Linked DNA regions of Mus musculus: region 1 is linked to region 2. Evidence: chromatin contacts called from public HiChIP or PLAC-seq data. All regions are on one chromosome and are shown on one strand. Each heading gives the region's core, a stretch centred on a gene start, on an enhancer-like site or on the middle of the called end of the contact. The rest is flanking DNA. Distances are from core to core; before and after follow the strand shown. Region 1 overlaps Hbs1l (Hbs1-like (S. cerevisiae)). Region 2 overlaps Gm33728 (a long non-coding RNA gene).

Evidence for each region. HiChIP or PLAC-seq counts read pairs in DNA pulled down with a chosen protein or histone mark.
Region 1: a BATF HiChIP or PLAC-seq map of CD8 T cells shows a contact between it and region 2, with 13 read pairs. The contact joins two enhancer-like sites. A contact is called at or near these places in 1 of 15 datasets of contacts at CTCF or cohesin (large pre-B cells), 4 of 484 Hi-C or Micro-C datasets (the G1E-ER4 cell line, the HL-1 cell line and liver) and 4 of 115 datasets of contacts at active chromatin or transcription factors (the 230-238 cell line, CD8 T cells, double positive thymocytes and 1 more).

What each region holds. Positions count from the first base shown.
Region 1 is chr10:21,315,455-21,320,984 of GRCm38.p6, reverse strand. The region is part of intron 4 of Hbs1l (Hbs1-like (S. cerevisiae)); the gene reads right to left. It overlaps 4930455C13Rik (RIKEN cDNA 4930455C13 gene), which reads left to right. Exons shown (of 4, transcript NR_045352.1): 4 at 1,711-1,897. Among named protein-coding and RNA genes, the nearest start is that of Hbs1l, 22 kb to the right of the region's middle. Within about 2 kb of position 2,059, at least 16 of the 459 cell types and tissues checked have an H3K27ac peak or open chromatin away from gene starts, as enhancers often do. A contact at or near this core is called in CD8 T cells and double positive thymocytes, where this site is marked.
Region 2 is chr10:21,241,121-21,246,604 of GRCm38.p6, reverse strand. It overlaps Gm33728 (a long non-coding RNA gene), which reads left to right. Exons shown (of 4, transcript XR_380155.3): 2 at 530-655. Among named protein-coding and RNA genes, the nearest start is that of Gm33728, 8.4 kb to the left of the region's middle. Within about 2 kb of position 1,389, at least 21 of the 459 cell types and tissues checked have an H3K27ac peak or open chromatin away from gene starts, as enhancers often do. A contact at or near this core is called in CD8 T cells and double positive thymocytes, where this site is marked.

The DNA of each region.
Region 1 (5,530 bases), core at 810-3,309, 74 kb before region 2:
AGAAGTTTAAATCCTCACCCACATCCACCCAGGAAAGCCATCTATACAAGTACACTGCTGCTCTTCAGCACTCTATCGTGGGCGTTTATCTCATTTTCACTCCAGATTTCTCTAAGATCCCCATGAATTTCCTACTTTGAGTACCTAACACTTGACACTCATCTAACATCACGACTACTCTAAGAATTGTGTGTGAGCAGACTGCTTTCAAAACTAAAGCGAGCTTGGGGCTGACAGCACGGAGCTGCAGGATCTGAGGTCTCTGCCAAGCACCTACCACCCACCCGGTAGCTCACAACCATTTCCCTGAGGGGGTAAAAAAAAAATCTCTGTATATGTTTTGAGTATATTAAAGAACATACTTTAGAGTGCTAAAAAATGGGCAAGTAGTGGAAAGTTAGCAGATAATTCATCTAAACTACAAATCTCTGAGTTAGTCAGTTGGGCAAAGCGAGTGCCTCAGTTCACTAAAGGGGATTCTGAGAACCAAGAGCGGTTGCCTCAGCTTGGGCATTTTCCACCTGTGAGATGCTGTGCTCGCAAGATCACAGGGGAGCTTGCTTCTCCCAGAAGCCTGTGAGGCAGATTCCGACCTCTCCAGTAAATGGTACAGAAGCAATGCTAACGCACAGCAAACCGCTCCAGGTACCACCGTTTTCAGGCACTCTGACAGCTGGTGTCATGACTGCCCAAGAAGTGCCACATATCTGTCCCCGCACCTGGCAGCTCACTCACAGGTACAACTTCCATACAAATTAACACTCATCAGTGTGAAATGAAACCCTTTACTAAAGAGCCTCAGCAATGCTATTAGGACTCAAAATTCTATGTAAAATCAGTTTAATAAACATCTTACAACAGCCACCCCTTTCATCTCTCAGCGTCACAACAGAATCATACCTGTCACGAAATAACTGAGACTGCACAACAAACAACTTAAATTCAGGTGTATTTGGTTAAATAAAATCACCAGACACCGCCTCAGTGGGCTACTACAAAGCTCTTCAAGGGGGCTAGAGACATGGGCTCAGGGGTAAAGCACACATACAGCCCTCTCAGGTCTGAGTTCAGGTCCCGGCAGCCTCTTCAGGAAGGTAGCTCACACCTGCCTATAACTCCAATCAGAGGATATGATGTTCTTTCTGGCCTCTATAAGTTGCATTCACACATGTGTGTGCATGCAAGCACACATACATAATTAAAAATACAATCTTAGAAATAAGGTTTTAAGGAAGCTAGCTAGAGTGGCACATGGCTGCAACTGCAGCATTTGTGAGGCAGACGCAGGAGGAGTGAGCAAACATCCCAGGCTTCCCACCCTTTGGGTTTTGAGAGCCCGAGCTCTGACTTTCTCTGTAACCCTGACGCTGGCATACTTCTCTCTGAAGTCTTTCTAGAAAGGAATAGAAGTAGTGAAACCTGGTTTCACTGAATTGATCTCTCCTCTCCCTCCACTGTGTTCCTCACTAAAATATTCAGTAGTAAGTAGCATGTATTCAAAGACTGAAAGACTTATCATTGCCATAGAATGAAATAATTGTATGTAAATATATCTAATTTTAATCCTGATAATTTTAAAAACAAAGTTACTAGGATTAAAAGGAAGTTCTATGTAATATTCAAGTAACTTATATGCTTTAAATAAAAAAGCTTTAAGAATCTAAAGTAAATTATTTTTAAATTAAGCAATTCATGCTTCAATTTTTCCAGTGTAGGTGTATATATGAAGAGACTCTGAGAACATTACGGAGTACTTAAGCTTCTTCACTGAATTCAACCACTTCCTCTGAAAAAACTCCCACATAACAGTAAGCACAAAGCCAATTCATTCTCAGTTATCTTTACAAGATGTATACATTCTTCTTATTGTTTGAATAAAAATACTCAGTAAAGGATCAATTAGTGAAAACTTTCCAAGAAAATACATTTATAATGGAAAATTAGAGAAGTTACTTACTTATGCCTATTTTAACAGCCTAGAAAACCAGAACTGACTGCAGTAAAATGAAATCTATTTTAGTGCATTACTACTGCAAGGTCACATAAACTGAGTAGCAGTCAGACTCTCATCTTAACCCTTCATTGTAAAGTCTTCAGACCAATCACAGGACACTTCCAGGATGCCATGAGAGAGGAGAGAGGCTGCAGCTCCTACCAGCAGCCCATCCCCACCACTCCCTCGCTTCCACTCTGAAGCCTGAGGGATCGAAGCACAAGGAGGAGCAAGGGATCTTAGACAGGAGCTTGGCACTCGTAGGAAATAACTCAGCCATGGTCTAAGGATACTTTTAAACAACACCATCTCCGCAGTCACACCTGGTACAGATACACAACACGGGGTCTGCATGATAAAGCCACTATTGAGACATGATTTTTTGGGGGGAGGGAGGGGGGGACGAGGTCCCTCTCTGTATAGTCCTGGCTTGTCCTGGATGGAACTCACTATAGACCAGGCTAGCTTAGAATTCAGAGATGAGCCTGCCTCTGCTCTCCAGAGTGCTGTGATTAAAGGTGTGAGCCACCCCAGAGGTGACAAGGTGAGCACATCAGAGAACTGACGGGTTGTGCTGACTTAAATCTTCTCTCATACACTCATTTAACAACTCACTCATACGAACTGTATGGGTGACCCATTCTTAGGCTATGTGCATTTTCTACCAGCATGTTTTAACATATATGTTAACAGAGTTATCAAAATTAAGAAAGATAACATTTAATACACTATTTTAGAAATAACACGAATTACTATTAAAGGTAAGAGGTTTAAGCTATGTCTCAAAGAAAGAAAATGAAGTATTTATAAAACTGTGCTGAGCCTGAATCCAGAGTAGAATATAGCAAGGTCAAGAATACAAGACGGCCTGAGTTTGGCCTTGCACACTCCCCGTTACTCTTCAGTGATGCTGTAGAGTATGAACTTCCAGCAGCTGGACGGATGGTTCAGCAGTTAAGTGTGTCTCCTGCTCCTGCATGGACGTGAGTTCTGTTCTGAGGACACACACTGGATAAACCACCTGTAACTTCAGCTCCAGGGGATTTTGATGCCATCTGCTGGCTCCCGTGGAAGCTGTGTTCATGTGTACATACAACCCCACACACATACAGAATTTTTTTTTTTTTTTTTTTTTTTGTTTTTTTTTTTTGGTTTTTTTGAGATAGGGTTTCTCTGTGTAGCCCTGGCTGTCCTGGAACTCACTCTGTAGACCAGGCTGGCCTCGAACTCAGAAATCCGCCTGCCTCTGCCTCCCGAGTGTTGGTATTAAAGGCGTCCACCACCACGCCCGGCTTCAGAATTTAAAATATGAACTAAATATATTTTTTTAAACTAAATGATTTCCCTCTTCCTCAAATAAAAAATATTCAAACGGGGCTGAGACATGGAGATACTCTAAGAAAAATAAAGAAAACTTAACAGCAGACAAAGAATGCAGAATATGAATGAGAAAATACTTTTTGATCTAATTTATTTTCACTTTATGTACATTGGTGATCTGACTGCATGTATTTCTGTGCAAGGGTGTCACATCCCCTGGAACAGGAGTTACAGACAGTTGTGAGCTGACATGTGGGTGCTGGGAATTGAGCCCAAGTCCTCTGGAAGAGCAGCCAGTGCTCTTAATCGCTGAGCTCTCTCTCCAACCACCAGAAAATAATTTTATATTTTAGCATGAACAATAGTAAAGATACTATAGCTAAGAAGAACTTAAAGGATAAAAGATTTTTAGAACTAGAGTAAGGGGGCTGGAGAAATGTCTCAGCAGCTAAAGAACACTTTTTGTTCCTCTAGAGGACCTAGATCTGGTTCCCAGCATCCACATGGTGGCTTGTTCGAGATCTGATGGTTCCCCGACCTCAGCAAGGAACCAGGCACCCCACACATATACAGCCAACGTATTCAAGCATGCAGAAGAAGACAAAATCAACAAGATGGAGAAGGAGGATCAGGAAGAAAGCTCCTGCACAGAGAGGAAGGGTAGAAATAAAATGAAAGTTACAAGAGATACGAATCAGACTGGCTAGCTGTGTTAACTTGAGATACTCCCAGACTCCTCTATTTAACAGACAGGGGGAAAAAAAAAGCCCAGCTAGTGACAGGGCTTTGGAAGGATTTGAAACTTTCACAAGGTACAGCCTCAGTGAAGAAATGCGTCACAGGCTTTTAGAACCTGACCCTTATGCTTTTGGCCTCGTGGATTTTACCCCCACACCATAAGCCCAAATATTCCCCAAGTTGCTTGGAAGGCTCATCACAGCAACAAAGACAGTAACCAATATACTAGTCACACAAGAACAGAAAATAAGAAAGGTACTACAGCAAACAAGGGACTCAATCTGCTATTTGTCATGAAAATATAAAGCACAAAATCATAATCATGTCCTAATAACTCAAAAACTATTTTGTGATATTCTGAGAGGAGAAGAAGATAAAGGACTCATTAAAAAAACAACGATGGGTATGGTGGTACAGACCTGTAAACTCAGCACTGAGAGGGCTCAGGCAGGAGGACCCTGAGTTTGAACCAGTCTTGGATACACAGCAAGCTCTAAACCAACAATATAAACTAATTTTATGTGTGTATGTCATAAAATGATGGCCAACAGAATCTAGCATGGTGGAGAGGATTCAAGGGGCTGTACATCACAGTAGACTGATACTGACACCCAAGAGAACACTAATACTTAGCAACACTAGCAAAGCCTCTGTATCCATGGAAACAGTGTTGCCTTGACTCGGAGATGCTTTATGATCACTAAACATCCATTCTCTAAACTTAAATAGGGGAAGAAAGCTACTTGAAAATAAATCAGAAAAACAAAATCTACAAAAATATTAAAACCTAAAAGAAATTCAAAAGTATTAGTAGCACCCCAAGATAGAGAAAAATTTTGTATAAAAAAATTTTTGTATGTAACAGGGCTAATAGTAAACCTACTTTTCTATAAAAGGTAAAAATGTTGGTGGGGAAACCAAATTTAGTATGTTAGCCCTTAGTATCACCGAATTAAAGACACAAAGCTAAAAAATAAGACTCTGTCAAAGGTATTAGAATAAATTATTTCATATTCATTAACATGAATCAGAACTTTCAAACAAAATATCTTGAGAAGACTGACAAACTTGTTTTAAAAACTGAAAAAAATATATATATCTTCTAAAATATAACCCAAGAGCTGAGAGCAGTGGTACACACCTTGTCAACCAGCTCAACAACGAGGCAGCTGAAGAGGAACGGTATAAGCTGCAGTCAGCATGGGCTGGCTACACAGTGAACTGTGGGCCACCATGGGTGACAGAAGAAATACTGTCCAAACTAAGCCAAAATTTAAGAAATGGCAAAATAGGAATCAAGAGTAACAATGATTATAAGGACTACTTTCTGTAGTCTATAAATAAATACATATAATTCTGCTTTTAGATAAATATATATACATATGTTGTTAAAACTTACTGAAGTTAAAACAGAAAAAAGTAAACAAAAATTAAAAACGAAAAGTTCTAAGAATAGAGATAATTTAAAAATATGGAAAG
Region 2 (5,484 bases), core at 140-2,639:
ACGTTTAATTGCTAGCAGCTTTTCTTAAAATACTAAAAACATTTTTGTCTGGTCTGTAAAGATCACATTGATGCTGTTGACTGCTAAACCACGCCATCAATTCACAGTGGGTTACTTGGTTGATCGTTCTTCCTCTATGCATACCTGTGTTCTAATATTCCATTAGAAGTGAGTGTAAGATTTGGTGTCTCCATGAGACCTTTATCAGCCAGTCCAGTTCTCGGTGGGTACCTCTAACCCTCATGTTAAAGTCTCTCCAAGTTTTCTGACGTAGGTAGCTTCATGCCCTAAGCTACAGCAGACAGTTAATCTTAGTGGCTGTGAGACTCTTCCATGGCCTATATAATGCTACGATGACATCATGTTCACCCTTGTGCTACTTTCCTCTGAAAGGTCAGCTCGGCCTTTCCACTTCCAGAAGAACTCCACCAGACTGCACATATTGTTCAAATGTCTGGATGACTGCATTAGCTCTGAGCCTTACCTCGTTCCAAGCTCTTTGATGAGATGAGATTTTTTTTCATCCTAGGTTCTGAGTTCTCTGTTGCTGTGGGACCCGAAAAAAAGCCAGCCAGTAACTATGAGCTTCTATTTCCTCACTTAAAAACCATAGAAAACCATCCGAGAAGAGGACGAGTGAAGTGCCTGGCAAGAGGTCAGTCCTCATTAAGTGTTTATTATTTACACACTGTTCATTTATGAGCTTTGATCCCATCCAGTCCCCGCCATTCTGTCCACAAGGACATAAAGGCTGCTTGTTACATTAATTATTCCGACCATAGACTGGTGTAAGTCTAATCTTTGGACTGGTTTGTTGCTCACCACAAGGACCACAGCTAATGATATGCTATCCAGTTGACAGACACTCCCACAGGCTGCTGCTTTGTTCCTGAGATATTGAAGGAAAACAGCATCATCTCTTCACTCTGCCCTTTCTTTGCCACCCAATCACACCTGCCTCCTTAACAAAGGACTCTGCGAGGTGCGAATGAGAGAAACCGTGAATACACCTTATGTGCACTGCCAAGTATTTCAGCCTATGTTCTGACTACTCAAAAGTTCCTACTCACAATGCTACTTTAACTCATTGCTTTCTCAAATGCAATGAACAAGAGTCTTCAGACCATCCTCAAAGGGCAATCGTTTACTGTCTTTGTGAGCAAACTGGTATTGGCTTTTTTCTATAGTCAAAGGGAGCATGCTCAGATACAAGTAGCCTTCCCTCGCAGAAGTAGTCTGCCTTCTCTTCTCACTTTTCACACTAGGCCATCCTGTTTATGAACTGAATATCTTATGTGTCTGCACACGAGACAGAGTGGAGTGGGAAAGGTGCTGAGGAGGTCACATGACAAGGGATTCACATACATACATATGATCAACCCTGTGAAACATGGAGACCACAGGGTTATATCTCTAGTGTACTGAATCTTCTAGAGATGAAAGCCCCAGCCCCAGAAAGTCATGACAATTTGCGAAAAATCTGGAGGCAGAAGAAAACCACCAAAGGATATTCTTTTGTAAAAAGTATATCTCTGACCACATAGCACTGTGACTCATAGTAAAATGGCCCTTGGTGATTCTCACTGCCACTTATTCTTCTTTAAGCGTGATAATTATCTTTACTGCTTAAATTAAGCTTTTCTTATTTCCAAAAACAATCTTTTAAAATGCTTGAGGCTTTGTTGGATTTTTTTTTATTCCATTGTTTAATGTAAATAAGATTAAATATCCTGAGCCTTTCAAGTCTAACATGAGACCGGGTTACGCTTTTGTAATGTGGGATGTCTTCTTAAGTTTCCATTCTAGGTCAATTTTGGAAGAACAAAAACTTTTTTTTAAAAAAAGTTCATATTAGCTATAAGGCACACAATTTCAAGATGTAGTGTAGCAACGCGATTTCAAAGCACCTCAGAGAGCGAACACTTAGAGGAAAGCGCGGGGGGGGGGGGGGGATGGGGGGGGGGCGTCATGCATCTTGGAGAGATTTTCAATGCCTTTTCTTAAACAAGTACTAACCAATTTCAAAACCACTATCAATTTCATACTAAATGAGTTTTGACATGTGTGTGATTATGGTTGTATTTTCAGGGAAAATGGCCTGGCCTGGGGCAGCCAACCTCCTGAAACACTAACCACTTCAGCTCTTCTCACTCTATTAGATCTTTAATGAGTTAATTCATTGGCTGTGTGGTTGCCGATGCACCTGAACTCTTGACTAAATAATTGGCTCTACATTTTAAAATCTAAAAAGTCTCTCATTAGGGGAAGACGCTCACACAGTCTAAGAGTAGCAAAAGCTACCTTCCGTATCCCGCAGCCCCAGAGTATGGCCCTTAATGTCTTTGTAAGTCCACCCAGCAGCATACCTGGCAGGGAGCTCAGTATCCTTTCTGAATTACAATGAAGAAATATAATAATCAACCAAACTGGGGGAAACATGTGCCCATGCATATTCACCTTAAAACTCCCATCCGACTTAGCAGACAGAAATCCTTATTTTGCCAAGAACTTCATTATTTAATTAGTCAGCATTTCGCAACCTAGCAGCAGATATTTCATTATTTAATTAATTAGCATGTGCTTACTCATTCGAGTTGCATGTTAGTGCACGTACTTAGTGTTTCCTCCTAAAACAGGACTGTGTTTTCTGACTTTATAAACCCCTAATGTACATTTTATACCTGATAACCTAGGCAGCTCTCTCTCTCTCTCTCTCTCTCTCTCTCTCTCTCTCTCTCTCTCTCTCTCTCTCTGTGTGTGTGTGTGTGTGTGTGTGTGTGTGTGTGTGTGTGTGAAAGACAGAGACAGACACAAAGAGAGAGACACACAGAGAGAGAAGAGACATGGACGATTACAAAGAGTTTAAAGTGTTAATAGAGAGTATTAATGTTAGAGGACTTGAAAGTGACAAGATAACAATTCCAGAAAACATCTATTATTGTCTTGTATGACAGCATTTTGTTTTGTTTTGTTTTGTTTTGTTTTGCACTAATGTGCAAACTCAGGACCTTGTACATGCTAGTCTAAGGCTCTGTATTTGCTCTGCAAATAATGTACTTGAAACAAAGGGTTAAGACACTTAGACAATCATTATATTTTGAGAGTCATTTTTAGATTTGACCCTAATTATTTGACCCTTATTCTTTAATCTCTATTACAAAACACTTAGTGAGACAACAAGAGGTGGAATAATAAAAAATAGCATTTCTAGATGGAATGCTTTCAACTCCCCCCCGCAACCCCATCCCCATCATGAACTCAGCTGTGAGTCCTGAACAAGGTGATATCACTGATCCGTTTTCAGGCGAATGTAGATTCAACAGAACACCAGGTGATAGAAAGTCCTAATATTTTAATATGTACACAGGACCACTTCTTAGAGGTGTAGGCTGCAAGGAACCACATGTGAACGGAACGTGCAGAAACAGAGCGGTAGCTCTGTCCGTTTCCACTTACCCATGTTAAGTAATTAGCCATGTCTGTCTGACTGTCTGTTCTTTGATGAGCACACGTGGCACTAGAGAGTTACTAGAGATCCAGGAGAGAAGGCTCACTGCTCTCACAGAGGACTCGTGCCCAGTTCCCAACACCAGTTCCCAGCAGGCCGCTCAGCTCAACCTCCTACCACTCTAGTTCCAAGGGCTCTGATATCCCCTGGCCTCTGAGGACACCTGTGGTGCCCACAACGCAGGCAGGCACAAATACATACACATAATAAGTAAATGCTTTTAACGTGCCGAATGCTGCTTTAAACACGTTACGGACAGTTCTCCTAAAGCCCCCTAATATGTTTTGACTTAAGCATTGTTCTGGTTCCATTGTACAGATAAAGAGTCAGGAACCCAGAAAAATTAAAGCCAATGTCCCAACAGTTAGTACATGCGGAGGTAGGGTCTGGGCCCAGACTTTTGGATTTTTACATTTCTAAATTGCAATAATAAACATAGCACACTGCAGGCAGCAGAATAAAGGTTTGATGCACAGGTTCATGGCAGCCATGGACTGTAAGCCAAACCAGTAAGCCACTGCCTCCAAAATAAACTGAAGCCTTTAACTTGTGTTTGCTGGGGATGGTCCGAACCTCAGTGAACTAAATAAACCAGAAAGATCATTACGCCTCGCTGTACAGCTTAGGAGTTAACAGCTTGGAGAAGTTAGCAGGCTCCCTGAGCCTCAGTTTCTTCATCAATGAAATGGGGTGTTTAATAGCCTGAGAAAAGAAGTTATGGGGGCTATAGATAATAAAGCACCAGAGAAAGCAGTGCATGGTCATCACATGGTTAATAACAACACTGGTAATTATGATTATGATTCTCATTAGCTCCAAAGCACACCTGTAGCTGAGGGAACAAACGGAGCCGGAACCTCAGTCTTCAGATCTCTAAGCCAGCCCATCCACTGTTGTTCTCTGGCATAACTGGAGTAAATTAAGTAACTCCATGCTCTCCAATAGCTTCAGCACACTCCAGCGAGTACCGCTTTCACAGTTCTGTTTGGAAGGTGGTTGTGAAACTCATTTCTGCAGTGTTGCAGGCGAACAAAGCAATTTGGTGTTTCTGATTAAGGACGCCCCTGACAGGGCATCAGGATTATATTCACCCTGGAAAGCAGATGTGCCTATATCAAAACCACAAAATGTTATCAGGGCGGTTCCCTCTGAAGACACTTACTGGCAAAACCTTCTGACATGTATTATCAAAATTTCAACATTTCTCTCACTTGGGGAAGTTTTTGCTAAAAAAATGGAGAGAATACAAAGTGTAAAAAGAACTAAATAAAAGTGCCCAGAAGTGGAGTCTTGGTGTGCATCCCTAGCTGGCCAGGGCCTCACTATGCAGAGTGTACATTGCAGATGAAGATGCACCCAGACTTGTCTAGAAATGTCTGCCTCTGCCTCCCAAGAACTGGGATAAAAGCAGACATTCTTAGGCCTGTGAGCCTCAAAGGCTGCGCAGAATGCTTTTCTATAGGTATACATGAGTTTACTTCACTAAACACATGGCTGTTTGTGACTTTTTCACTATTGTCAACAATATTGCTATAAGGACTCCTATAAAAATATAGTTAAGAGTCTTGGGGTAAATTCTACAAGTGTAATCACATGTTCAGATTTTTTCCTCGGGCTGTTTATAGTCATGATTTGTCTTGTAACAGCAAATATTCTTGCTAAAAAAAAGTCTCTCACCAGCTGTTGCATTTCTTATTGGTTTTTAATCCACATAGTAAGAAGAGATGGTCAACAAAGGTCAACAAAGGGCTTTTGTTTTGTTTTGTTTTGTTTTGTTTTGTTTTTTTTGTTTTTTTCAAGTCAGGGTGTCTCTGTCTAGATAGCCCTGGCTGTCCTGGAATTCACTCTGTAGACCAGGCTGGCTTTGAACTCAGAAATCTGCCTGCCTCTGCCTCCCAAGTGCTGGGATTCAACAAAGGGTTTTACAACACTCTGTACTCCCTTGCTTATTACCAATAAGCAAGAAATTTTACAGT